Regions from separate parts of the Sus scrofa genome. Here regions 1 and 3 are each linked to region 2. Evidence: chromatin contacts called from public Hi-C data. All regions are on one chromosome and are shown on one strand. Each heading gives the region's core, a stretch centred on a gene start, on an enhancer-like site or on the middle of the called end of the contact. The rest is flanking DNA. Distances are from core to core; before and after follow the strand shown. Region 1 has its middle 210 kb from the start of TOMM20. Region 2 overlaps LOC102158473 (a long non-coding RNA gene). Region 3 has its middle 180 kb from the start of IRF2BP2.

Evidence for each region. A called contact is a pair of places that touch in the nucleus more often than the background predicts.
Region 1: a Hi-C map of liver shows a contact between it and region 2, with 5 times the contacts expected there. The contact joins two enhancer-like sites. A contact is called at or near these places in 3 of 47 Hi-C or Micro-C datasets (liver and skeletal muscle) and 2 of 2 datasets of contacts at active chromatin or transcription factors (alveolar macrophages and skeletal muscle).
Region 3: a contact with region 2 is called in a Hi-C map of liver, with 12 times the contacts expected there. The contact joins two enhancer-like sites. A contact is called at or near these places in 9 of 47 Hi-C or Micro-C datasets (embryonic fibroblasts, fetal liver, heart right ventricle and 3 more) and 2 of 2 datasets of contacts at active chromatin or transcription factors (alveolar macrophages and skeletal muscle).

The regions. Positions count from the first base shown.
Region 1 is chr14:56,321,482-56,325,724 of Sscrofa11.1, reverse strand. No RefSeq gene overlaps it. Among named protein-coding and RNA genes, the nearest start is that of TOMM20, 210 kb to the right of the region's middle. Within about 2 kb of position 1,389, at least 6 of the 83 cell types and tissues checked have an H3K27ac peak or open chromatin away from gene starts, as enhancers often do. A contact at or near this core is called in liver, where this site is marked.
Region 2 is chr14:56,515,611-56,519,446 of Sscrofa11.1, reverse strand. All of the region lies in intron 1 of LOC102158473 (a long non-coding RNA gene), which reads left to right. It overlaps LOC110256878 (a long non-coding RNA gene), which reads right to left. Exons shown (of 3, transcript XR_002338951.1): 3 at 3,061-3,495. Among named protein-coding and RNA genes, the nearest start is that of IRF2BP2, 28 kb to the left of the region's middle. Within about 2 kb of position 2,581, at least 10 of the 83 cell types and tissues checked have an H3K27ac peak or open chromatin away from gene starts, as enhancers often do. A contact at or near this core is called in liver and skeletal muscle, where this site is marked.
Region 3 is chr14:56,363,659-56,367,420 of Sscrofa11.1, reverse strand. No RefSeq gene overlaps it. Among named protein-coding and RNA genes, the nearest start is that of IRF2BP2, 180 kb to the left of the region's middle. Within about 2 kb of position 2,095, at least 60 of the 83 cell types and tissues checked have an H3K27ac peak or open chromatin away from gene starts, as enhancers often do. A contact at or near this core is called in liver and skeletal muscle, where this site is marked.

The sequences.
Region 1 (4,243 bases), core at 140-2,639, 190 kb after region 2:
TCACCTACTCCCCCTGAACCCCCTCACATCTGCTCAACTGTCTGCTCAGTGTATGTTTGAACATGTTTTATCAATGGCTATTTATTCTATTCCTTTCCCCAGAGACAACAGGTGCTGATGTCTCCTTAGCAACTTCCACGTTGGAGGCACAGTTTTAACCACTGTACGCCCACCTAACAATGTCAGCCTCACAACAACCCTCAGCAGCATGTACAATTATCACCCAACTTTACAGATGGGGTAACTGAGACACAGAGAGGATAAGTAAGTGGCCCAAGGCCACACATCCAGAGAGTGGTAGAGTCAATGTTCAGCCCGTGCCCTCTGGCTCCAAGTTCACTGACCGGAGAGGCCCATGTTGACAAACAAACCTGTTTGTGCAGAAGGGTGCCAGGACAGCTCAGTCCTTTAGCCTTAACCAAGATTGGCAGCGTGTTACAGGGGGTTTGGCGTGTGATTCTTGGAGGAAAGAAAGTGTTCCTGCTGACCTTCAGGGCTGGGAGAGGATGATGAAACACTAAGTCATCCTGCCATTAAAATTAAGTTCAATCACCCCTAATGGAATGTCACCTCCGAGATAACCATTAAAGCCACCCGCCTCACAGGCTGCTAGGGTTCCCCATAAATCACCCGCACCTTGTCCCTCTCACTGCCATTGTGCTGGAGGAGGGGGAAGCCTGGGGGAAATGCTGGGGGACCTCAGATCGGCCCTGAGGGTGTCGCACGGAGGACGGAGGTCTGCTGCCTGATCCCGCGATGGAGACAATTGTATTTCAGCACAGTGGGGATGTGGACTTGGCGGAAGGTGAAAGCCTCCACGATGCATGAAGACCCTGAGCTGCACGCTGCTGGCTTGCGTTCTCTCTGCCAACCAAGTGAAATCGGGCTGCGGCATGGAGCAGCCTTGCCTGGTCCCCTAACCCCCACCCTCGGCCCCAGGATCCCAGACCCTGCCACTCACAGCTATGAGGCTCCAGGAGCGCTCACGCTGTCTCAGACTCAAGGCATCTAGCGTCTGGGGCACCAAAACCCTTCACCCACACAATGAGATGAGACGGTTGTTTTTACAGATGAAAACAAGGCAAGAGGAGGAGAAATGAGTTGGTAGGAATAATGAGTGCAGGGCTGGGCCCTCATGCTCCGCCATCCTGTTCCTTGAGCACCTACACAGGCATTGTTTCTTTCTTCCTTTCTCTCTTTCTTTCTTCCTTCCCTCCTTCCTTTCTTTCTTTCCTTTTTTGGCCGCCCCCTCCCCGGCATTTGGAGCTCCCAGCCCAGGGATCAGATCTGAGCCGTAGTTGCAACCTATGCCACAGCTGCAGCAAAACCGGACCCTGAAGTCACTGTGCTGGGCCAGGGATCAAAAGTGCATCCCAGCGCTCCAGAGATGCTGCCAAAACGATTGCACCACAGCGGGAACTCCCAGGCATCACCTCTCCTGTATGAAACATGCTCCTGCACTGACAACCCCAGATCTTTAACCCACTGAGCCACAAAGGAAGTCCTCTCAGAGATTTTTAAAAAGCATCTGATGTGGAGAAGGGAAGGAAAAATCTTGGCCTTCCTCAAGATTGTGGTGGGCTTAAGCCTATGTAATCACATTTCATGTATATATCATAAACCGTGGTTTTCATATAATATGTAAACCATGAAATAATTTTATTTGGTCAGTAGTCTGACATGGAGTCAGTAGTTTCTAGCTTGTAAGCCAACATAAAACAGTCTGTGTCCACTTCAGGAAGAGAAACTTTTCCATCCTCTGAGACAGGGGTTCCCGTCTCCAGGAACCCACAGGGATGCTTTGAAGGGGCCCTTAATGGTTCTGCCCACACGTAGACCTGGCCCAACGTTTCTTCTCCAAAGACAGCAGCTGTGTACTCCCTGAACCCCCAGGCCCAAACCTTCCACAGCTGGCACAAATGAGAAATTTTTTACTAACTTAATAGAGGGGTGGGTGTGACATGGCATGGAATAAAGTCAGGATGCTGAACTGCTGCTCCGAGAATCTGTGACCATAATTCTAACCCCTCTCCCCACCACCAACAAATCACTTAACTCCTCTCCCCACCCAGACAAATCATTTACTCTCCCTGAAGCCCTTTTTTTTTTTTACTGTAAAATTTTCATTGATTTAACTTCAAAACGAAACAAAACGAATCTGTGTGTTAGATGTCAGAAAAGTAGTTACCTTTGAGCTGGGTGGCATGTCACTGGAATGGGACATGAATGGAACAATGAGGGGCCCTGAAGCCTTTTTGAAAAAGTTATTTGAGAAATGTGAATTACAAGCGTCTCTGAAAATACACAGTACATGCATGTCCTGTTCCACAGGCTATTCACTCTCCTTGGAATATACCTGCAATGTTCTTCCCTCTTCCCCTTCCCCTTCTTCCAGGAAATCCCTCTGTGTCTTTCAAGACTTAGCTTGGAAGTCACCTCCTCCAGGAAGCCCTGCCATACCCCCAGAAGTCTGAGATGGGTGTCTTTCTCTGTCTGCCATGCGCCTGGGCTCCCTCCCACCATGACACTGGTGGTCTCTCTCTTTCATTCAACGGTGAACTCCTTGCCAGCAAAGGGGGTCTTGACCACCACTGGATCCCCAGAACCTAGGCAGGCAGAACCTGGCCCATAGTGATTCTCAAAAAGATCTGGTTGAACAAATGAATCATAAAGCTAAAGTCCATACTCCAAGCCATATTTTCTCATTTGCTTGCAAGATGACATAGAGATTACACCTCTGGAAATAAACAAGTCAGAGGTTGTGAGATCAGAAAGTTGGGTCAGAAAGCAGAGCAAGGGGCAGGAGGTGCCACCACCCTGACACACCAGGCCCCTGGCTCCAACTAACCCCACTAAATGACACAGCAACACAGGGAGAGAGGGCAACCTTTCTGCCCCTGGTCAGGCTGTAAAAAGTGGTGGCAAGAAAGCATGTCCTAGTTTGCCTCCTCAGATGATGCCAGCCTGTGGAATTTAACCACGAGAATATTGATAAATCCCAGAACAAAGTTAGAGGCCAAAGTCAATATGTGGCAGCAGCCAGAATTATAGTCATCCTGGGTCCCAAAGGTCATCTGGTCAACCCTCTGCTCTGCCTACAAATACCTGTGGATCCAACCCATCACTCCCAGTCATGGGGGCGGGGGAGGTTTCAAAATCTCAAGACTCCAAGTTTTAAGTGGTAAAGAAAAAAAAAAATTCAGTCCCTGATTCCTCCAATACAGTGATGTTTTTGAGAGTCAATAGGCCACTTAAAATACACACTGTGCTACGATGGGACCCACCACAAGGAACACCAAGATGAGAAGACATGTCATACCTGCCCTCAGAAAGCTCATGATGGAAACGGGGCAAAGAGCCTGGTTCAGCTGTGGGCACAGGTGGGGTCACCCATACTAAGAGCTGTAAGGGGAGCGTGAGTGGACGAGAGGAGGCAGAAGCCATGCCCAGGAAGCTCTGCTGAACAACTGGCTCCATTCCTTCAAAAACTCCACCAACTCAAAGAGTAGACTTGACTCAAAAGAATCTACACTTAGAAAAAGTTGGGACAATTGGAGAAATTTCCATCTGAATTGGGTGTTGAGTGAGAGCAAGGAGTTATTGGTAATTCTTAGGTCTATAACGGTGATATCATTACATCTGAAAGGCCCATCTTTTTTAGAGGTGTCCAATCCAGCATGTAGAGGGAAATGACACGAGGCTTTTAAAAAAATCAGAGTGAGGGGAGTTCTGGTCATGGTTCAGTGGAAATGAATCTGACCAGCTTCTATGAGGACACAGGTTCAATCCCTGGCCTCGCTCGGTGGGTTAAGGATCCGGCATTGCCATGAGCTGTGGTGTAGGTCATAGATGCGGCTCGGATCTGGTGTTGCTCAGGCTGTGGTGTAGGCCCCTAGCCTGGGAACCTCCATATGCCACGTGTGAAGCCCTAAAAAGACAAAAAAATAAAATAAAATAAAATATTAAAAAATCAGAGAGAGAAAGGTAATCGCACTCTGCTCTGGGGAGTTTTGAAATGTTCATCATTTAGAAAGGTTAAAAATGAAAATAAGGGAGCATGTGGCAAGAGAGGCACTTTCAGCTGAGCCGAGACTGGCGAGCAGGATGTCACAGATAGAAATGGACAGGAGTGTCATTTCTGGGACGGGGGGGGGGGGGGGGGCGGGTGGCACCCAGCAGCGATCCTGAAGGAAGAGGGTCTGGGGGGATCTCAGGAACCGGATTCAGATTAGAGCTCCAAACA
Region 2 (3,836 bases), core at 1,332-3,831:
ATCATAGGAAAAAAATGACCATTGTTTTTTTTTTTTTTTTTTTGGAAGCAACAGCTTTGACTAAAATGCCCCCTTGAAATTCCGGAAACCTGCCAGAATGCTGGGAAGAACGGGTAGAAAGAAATACAAAAGTCAGGAAATAATCTAGTTTTTAATTCAACAGAATCAATGTTTCTTGTGTATTTTTATTTGCTTTTTTTAAGACAGTTGGCTTTTGGTTTTAGTGTGTGTCTAGCCTTGAAATCAGCTCTGCAGAGAAATTCCTGGTTCTGCGGAGGGTCCACCAGGGTGACCTTGAACCATAGGTCCCAGGCCCCCAAATGTGGGCAAGACAACACAGCCCCTAGGCAACAGAGGAACCTCTCGGGCGAGTGGTCTTGAGACACAGGGGGAAACTTGATGAGCAGCAGGGATTCTCAACTCTAAAGATGACAAATCCCTACCCTGGCCTGAGCTAACGGAAATGAGGCAAACACAAGCAAACTAAAAACCAAAAACCTGTCATATTTCCCCATAACTTCCTTTAGATCTTAGTCCTTACATGTGGTAAAAAGAGTTTTAAAAAATATTTTAAGTAGTTCCCGTCATGGCTCAATGGTTAACGAACCTGACTAGTATCCATGAGGACATGGGTTCGATCCCTGGCCTCGCTGAGTGGTTTAAGGATCTGGCGTTGCTGTGAGCTGTGGTGTAGGTTGCAGATGCCGCTTGGATTCTGCATTGCTGTGGCTGTTGTGAGGGTACAGCTCCGATTCAAGTCCTGGCCTGGAAACCTCCATATGCCACAGATATGGCCTTAAAAAAACAAAAGACAAAAAAAAATTTTTTTTTTTAAGAACTGTGTCAAAAGAGCTGTGAAAGTACTTATATCCCTTGCTCTCGAAATTCTGCTTCTAGATAGCTGTCTTAGGAAAATAATCATAAGTATATTATCAAAAGTGATTTATAAATAAGTATGTTGGCTGAAGCATTATTTATAATATAGAAAAAGTTGGAAACAAAATCCATGTACAAAAATAAGAAAATGGTTAAATAAATCATAGTCCATCTATGTGACGAATGCTGTATACATATTTACAAATCATATTTTCAGAGATAGTTGTTGATAAAGGAAAATGCCCAGCATTGAAAAAGGCAGATTCACAATGAAATAGTCCACATAGTTATAATTTTAAATGTGTAAGTTTGTCTATGTATATGTATAGAAAATGGTTGAAAAGAACTACACCAAAATGTTAACTCATTATCTCTCGTGGCAGGATTATGAGGTTACAAGCGATTGTTTCTGGTTATTTACATTTTCTAGTATTTTAAGATTTTCCTACAGTGAGCCTGTATTACTTTTTAATGTCAGAAATATTAATTTTAAGGTTCTTATATTTATGTATATTCCTTTAAAATGATAGACTCTTTCTCCATAAGTCAGAAACCTGGACACCGAGGAGTTCTTACTATGGTGCAGTGGATTAGGAACCTGAGTGCAGTGGCTTGGGTCACTTCGAAGGCTCGGGTTCTATCCCTGGCCTGCTACATTTGGTTAAAAGAATCCAGCATTGCTGCAGCTTGGATTCAGTCACTGGCCTGGGAACTTCCATATGCCATGGGTGCAGCCATTGAAAAAAGAAGAAAAAGAAACGTGGACACCAAGTTTTGGCTTTAATGTAGTGAGCTGGAGAATTATGATTAAATACTATTTCATTGATGACTCAGTCAATGAACGAATATTTACAGAGCCCGTGTGAGTCACTCGACCAATGCTTATCTACCCCCTTTTATGTGCTGGCCATTGAATGCATGCCCAAAATGAAATCATGCCCATCTTGTCTGGACAATGATGGCAAGAAGATCCTGTTATGGGTACTCGTGAATGTCACATATCACTGAGGAATGAGACATGCCTAAAGGTTGGGCACATTTGCCCAAGCAAACTGCCAAGGAATCTAAGCCTTGCCCAAGTGTGTAAGACCCAGGCTCACCTGCTCGCCCAGCCTCACTGAAGCATGGGGCAAAGTTTTTGCAAGTTCCCATCATGATCTCCTGGATGCCTCATTTTCTGTTGTTTTGTCTCGGAAGGAAGTTCGGTTAGTCCAAGAGGCTTGGTTTGTTATACAGCTGTACAGCTCTGGACTTTCATAGCCTTCTCTTTAAGCGCTGACAACTTGATACTTTGATCAATGGTTGTTATATTTCTCTGTATGTTAGTTGGACAGGCTGATGATTTCCAAAGTCAATCCCTTCTCCTCTCCCTTTCTCTCTCCAGTTTACACATTTCTGTTTTCCAGTTGCTTTATCTACGTCTTCTAAGTATCTCAAAGTAGGAAAAAGCAGGGGCCCTGGAATTCTCCTGCCCAGTCCCTGAACAGTCGTCAGGGCTGGCTGTGCCCTTGCGTCACAGAGGACTGCTGTATGACGCCGGTGGCCTGTGTTCAGGACGTGTTGCCAAGGTCACTATAGTTTGTTAACGGGCAGCTGCCACTGGAAAGCATGCGCCTGACTGGCAACATTTCCCCACTGTTGCAGAGAGCCTCTGAGTGGCAGGGAGGCATCTAAGCAGGTGGTTTCTGCTGCAAAAGCCACCCGCCCTGGATGTGCCTTCTTCCCACTGTGGCCTTTCCCAGGCCTGGCATGTGGCTTTCCCAGACACTCAGAGAGGCCACGTGCCCATTCACATGGCAGCAGCGTGCCTGGTGATCACACTGCACATCCCAGGTCTTTACCTGTAAAGTGGCTGTTTTCCCAACCCTCCCTGCTCTTGGGAAAATGAGAGTCATTGGCAGAGATAAACATTTAAGCCTCGCTGGGAGATTTCCTGGCCCAGTGGGTTAAGAAGTGACTTTGGGATGGGGTGAAGGGGGAAGGAGTTCCCGTTGTGGCTCAGCTAGTTATGAAGCTGACTAGTACCCATAAGGATGCAGATTCGATCCCTGGCCTCACTCAGTGGGCTAAGGATGCCACATTGCTGTAGCCGAGGTGTAGGCTGGCAGCTGCAGCTCAGATTTGACCCCTAGCCTGGGCACTTCTATATGCTGCAGGTGCAGCCCTAAAAAGCAAAAATAAATAAATAAATAAAATGCCATCTCTATTTTTTGTGAGCTTCATGTTTTTAAAAACATGTGCTTAAACTTCTCAAGCCTCAGTTTCCTCACGGGAGGCAGGGGGCATGTTGCCCTCTGACCCCCTGCCTGGCTCATAGGAATCGCTCATTAAAGGGCAGCGCTGACAGATATTACACGTTCCATACATGACGAGGTTCCCACGTAAGGAGTGTGGGTGCGCGCAGGAGTCTGCCGTGTGCGAAAGGAGGGTGCAGTTGATGAGACTGACTTCCAGAGTTGCCGCAGTTCAACTTGTTTTTCCTTATGAAAATGCGAATGTGCCAACATCTCTTCTATATCACATGGGGAGGAGACTTAGCTTTTTCTTTCAGTTTTTCATCAGTTGAAAGAAAAGCTCTGGTGGCAGTGAGCCGTTGTGGAGGTCTGTCTGTGAGCTGGGCTGAAAGTACAAACCAGCGAGACAGTGAAATTTTGTGTGTTCCTTAAGTAAGCCCTCCTCCCGCTGCACTAGTAAGGTGATGTTCATTCCAACCTAGCCCCTCCATTCGTGTTTTGCTTTGTTTCTTCTCTTTCCAAGTAAAAGTATCTTTAACAATGGTTCAACTGTTCAGAAATAGAACAACTATGAGACGACTTTTAAAGGATATGAACTAATACTAATCACACAATATGTAATAATCACACATCTATATATGGCACCTATTAGCATGGCCACCGTGAAATCCCATCTCTCTTTGAGAAAGTAACCGTTCTAGAGAGTGGGGTTCTGGGCCATTGAGA
Region 3 (3,762 bases), core at 846-3,345, 150 kb after region 2:
CAGTAGCCACGTTTAAAAAAAGAAACAGGAGGGAGTTGCCATTGTGGCTCAGCAGGTTAAGAACTGAACTAGTATCCCTCAGGATGCAGGCTTGTTCCCTGGCCTCGCTCAGTAAGTCAAGGATCCGGCATTGCCACAAGCTGCAACATAGGTCACAGATGTGGCTCAGATCTGGCGTTGCTGTGGCTGTGGCAGAGGCCAGCAGCTGCAGCTCCGATTCTACCCCTAGCCTGGCAATGTCATATGCCACAGGGGCGACCCTGAAAAGAAAAGAAAAAAAAAAGGAAGAAACAGGTAAAATTCATCTTGATAATAGAAATTGGTGGATCAAAAGTATGTCTTCATCATTAAATATAAAAATTTCATAAAAATAAAAAATTATTAGTGAGAACTCCTTTTTTCACACTAAGTCTCAAAACTATGGCATATCTGAATACGGACCAGCCATGTCTCAAGTTCCCATGTACCATATGAGACAGGACAGTCTCAGAAGGTGCTATTTCCCCTCTCAACATTTTGACTCCCCATAAACATTTCATGTAAAATAAATGAAATTGTGATGTGTGATTTTTACTTGATTTTAAATGCTCACACTCTCAATAAAATAAGAATTTCTAAAAATGCCTTTCAAAGAGTACCCGGCAGGTCTAAAGGCCAGCCTTAGTTGGCCTTTCCTTCATGTGCTGATAACTGACACCAAAGCATTGTGACTTAGACTGATCAGTTTCTGCCCCTCACAATGGAAAAATAAAAAAAAAACAGATTTTGAGTTTGGCTCAGCCGGTTAAGAACTTGATACAGTGTCCATAATGATGCAGGTTCAATCCCTGGCCTCAGTCAGTGCGTTAAGGATCCGGTGTTGCCATGGGTTGTGGTGATGGTTGCAGATGCGGTTTGGATCTGGCATTGCTGTGGCTCTGGCGTAGGCCGGCAGCTACAGCTCCGATTAGACCCCTAGCCTGGGAACCTCCATATGCCGAGGGTGTGACCCTAAAAAAATAAAAGAAAAAAGAAAACTGGATTCTTGCCTGCTCCTCCCTTCAGGGCAGCTCACCAACCTCAGGCTGAGCACACACACGTTCACATGCTGTCTGCCAGGGACACTGGGCACAGAGACCAGAGGAGAGCAGGGCTCAGGGACAGCCGAGCAGGCTGAGAACACCCATGAGGCAAGGATGGCTGTGTAGCCAGGGGCCTTCCTGTGGGGATGCCGCCAGGATAGGAGGTCCCAGGCCTGGATCCAGGACTGTGGCTAGAAGTTCTGAGGGCAGGAAGGGAGCTGTAGGTACAGAGCCTGCAACCACCCGCTGTCAGGGACCCCCAGAATATTAGGAAGCACGGAAGGAACCGTCCCCAGTGGAACAGGCAAGAGCGTAGCAGTCCAACCCCAATACAATGCGAACTAATGTGCTGCATCTTTCAGTAGCCGCATTAAAGGAAGTGGACAGAAAGGTAACATTCTTCTTAATAGCATATTTTACTTAATCCACTCTTCCTTAAATATGAGCATTTCAACATGTGTGATACTTCCCGTTCTTTTTTTTTAACAAAGTCCTCGAAATCCAGTGTGACTTACCCCCACCCAGCATGTCTCAGTTTGAAGCAGTCCCATTTTCACCACTCCTGAGCCACATGCCCGGGTGGCTACCATATATGGCTGCACAAATCTAGGGGTGGGTGTGTGTGTAGAAGGAATCGTAACTTCTGCTCTGACTCTCTGAGTCCAAAAGACAAGTCAGACCTGCTTAAAGGGGGAGGGCGGGGGATGAAGAGGGAGAGAGGGTCATCCAGCATCTTGGTGAGGCCAGCGCGGCATGCCAGGCACTAAGTGCATGAAGGAGAGGCACCAGCTCCTCTCCCGCATCCCCAAGGGTGTCTGCGCAAACAGTGTCAAGACGACACAGAGCACCGAGGAAGGTTTGCTAAATGTTGCCAAGCACCTGGACACCAGATCACAAGGGCGACCCAGAAAACAGGCAAGTGCACCTGTGGTGGAGCGCTTGGCATCGAGCCCGGGACGGAGGTCACCCCAGGTCACGGCTGGAGGCGGGGAGCCAGGCAGCAAGGCTGCCTAATGTGGAAATGTTTGGATCGGAGCAGGGCAGGCGCTGCGGGCAGCGGGGAGGAGGCCAGGGCGGCGGGGTCCAGAGCGCAGCGCTGACAGTAACCAGGCGCGCAGAGGACCATGTGGTCCACAGCGCCAGCGCTGGCCAAAACCCGGGCTGCCTCTTTCCTAATAAGTCTGGCAGCGCCTGCGTCCTCTCAGCAGACCAGACTCTCCCTTGCTGCCGGGTCTTATTTAAGAAGAAGGAGCGGGGTGCCACCAGGGAGAAAAGCAAGCCAAACCCAGCAAGGATGGAGGGGAGCCCTCCTTTCTCCCGGCCTCCCCACTCCACAGCAGATCAGCTTTGCAAATGAACGAAGGGGTTGCTTTCTCCACGAGGACTGACTCTCTAGCCCTGGGGCACACATCGCATCCCAGATGGTGAGCCACAGGTCTCCAGCCCTTCCCTCTGGGGTGAGGAGGGGGCCCCCTAAAGCATCCCGCCCCATCCCTTCCCCTCCTCCTCCAGCTCCTTCCAGGAAAGAAAGGCACCGCCCACCTAACTTCAGAAGAAGGTTCCCCCCTTCCAGCCTCTGGGTCTGGCTGGGGCTGCACACTTGCTAGTTGTCTGCCGGCCCCACACAAGGGAGGGCAGGATTACAACACGTGTGTGTTTGGGTCAGGAGCACTTTTGAACTATGGCTCCGAGAAAGAACAGCCTGTACAGCCATTGAGTCTCCCAGCAACAAAGAATGTACAACAGAGAATGATTAGCCCTCACTGGCAAAACAATTTTTTTTTTTTTTAAAAAAGAGGTGCCGCTTGGTCTCTTTATAGGGTCCTGGAGTTAGGGTGTCTGGACTGAAGAGTGCTCTCCCTGCCTGGCTGGGAGAACCAGCGTCACTCGCTCCTCAGGGGTTTATGACCTTGGCTTACTAATAAGCCCTTGTAACACGATTACAGTCGGGGTTTTGCAAGCTTCGGGACCCAGGTGTGGTTGAAGGTCAGCTGCCTCGGGACAGGGGGCTCTCCTGCCGTTGGGAAAAGGTTACAAAGAATGATTTTCCTGCTCGAGGGCTTGTAGATGATTAACAGGTTTCTTTCTGTTAACCAGAGAGTTAATCGTTAGTCAAAGCACACTTTGATAATGGGGGCGGAGGGGAGAAAATGAATACGTCAACCATTAATCGAGGGACATGCCATAAAAGTTAGGATGGAAAACACACCGTTTGGGAGAGGAATTCATGCACTGGCCTGCTGGAGAAGAAGGAGGTAAAGGATCAAGTGAGGCCATGAAGTTCATGCATACTTAGAGCAGGGAGTTTTTTTTTTTTTTAAATCCTTTTCCTTGTTACATTGCTTGGAGGAAGCAGGGTAGGGATAACGAAATAACAAACACGGGAACATTACAAATAAAGCCAGTTTTATTGGCTTTTTGCTCCAGCCTCCCACAGTTGAGCCTGTCCTCTGTATGATTCTTTCCTTGGGCATTTTGCGGGGAGGAGAGGAGCCCAGGGACTCACGATCAGAAAAGCCAAGGGGGTCCAAGGAACTCAGGCTGAGAGGCATGAGGCCACACCAGCCCCTCCCCCGGGGTCACCCTGGCCAGTGCCCCCGTCCCTGACCCCAGTCGTCCTGCTGGGGCCCAGGGTGGCCTTGCTGGGCAGAGAGGTTGCCTGTTCGCTGCCCTGGAAAAAAGCAGCATTAGCCTCAGTTTC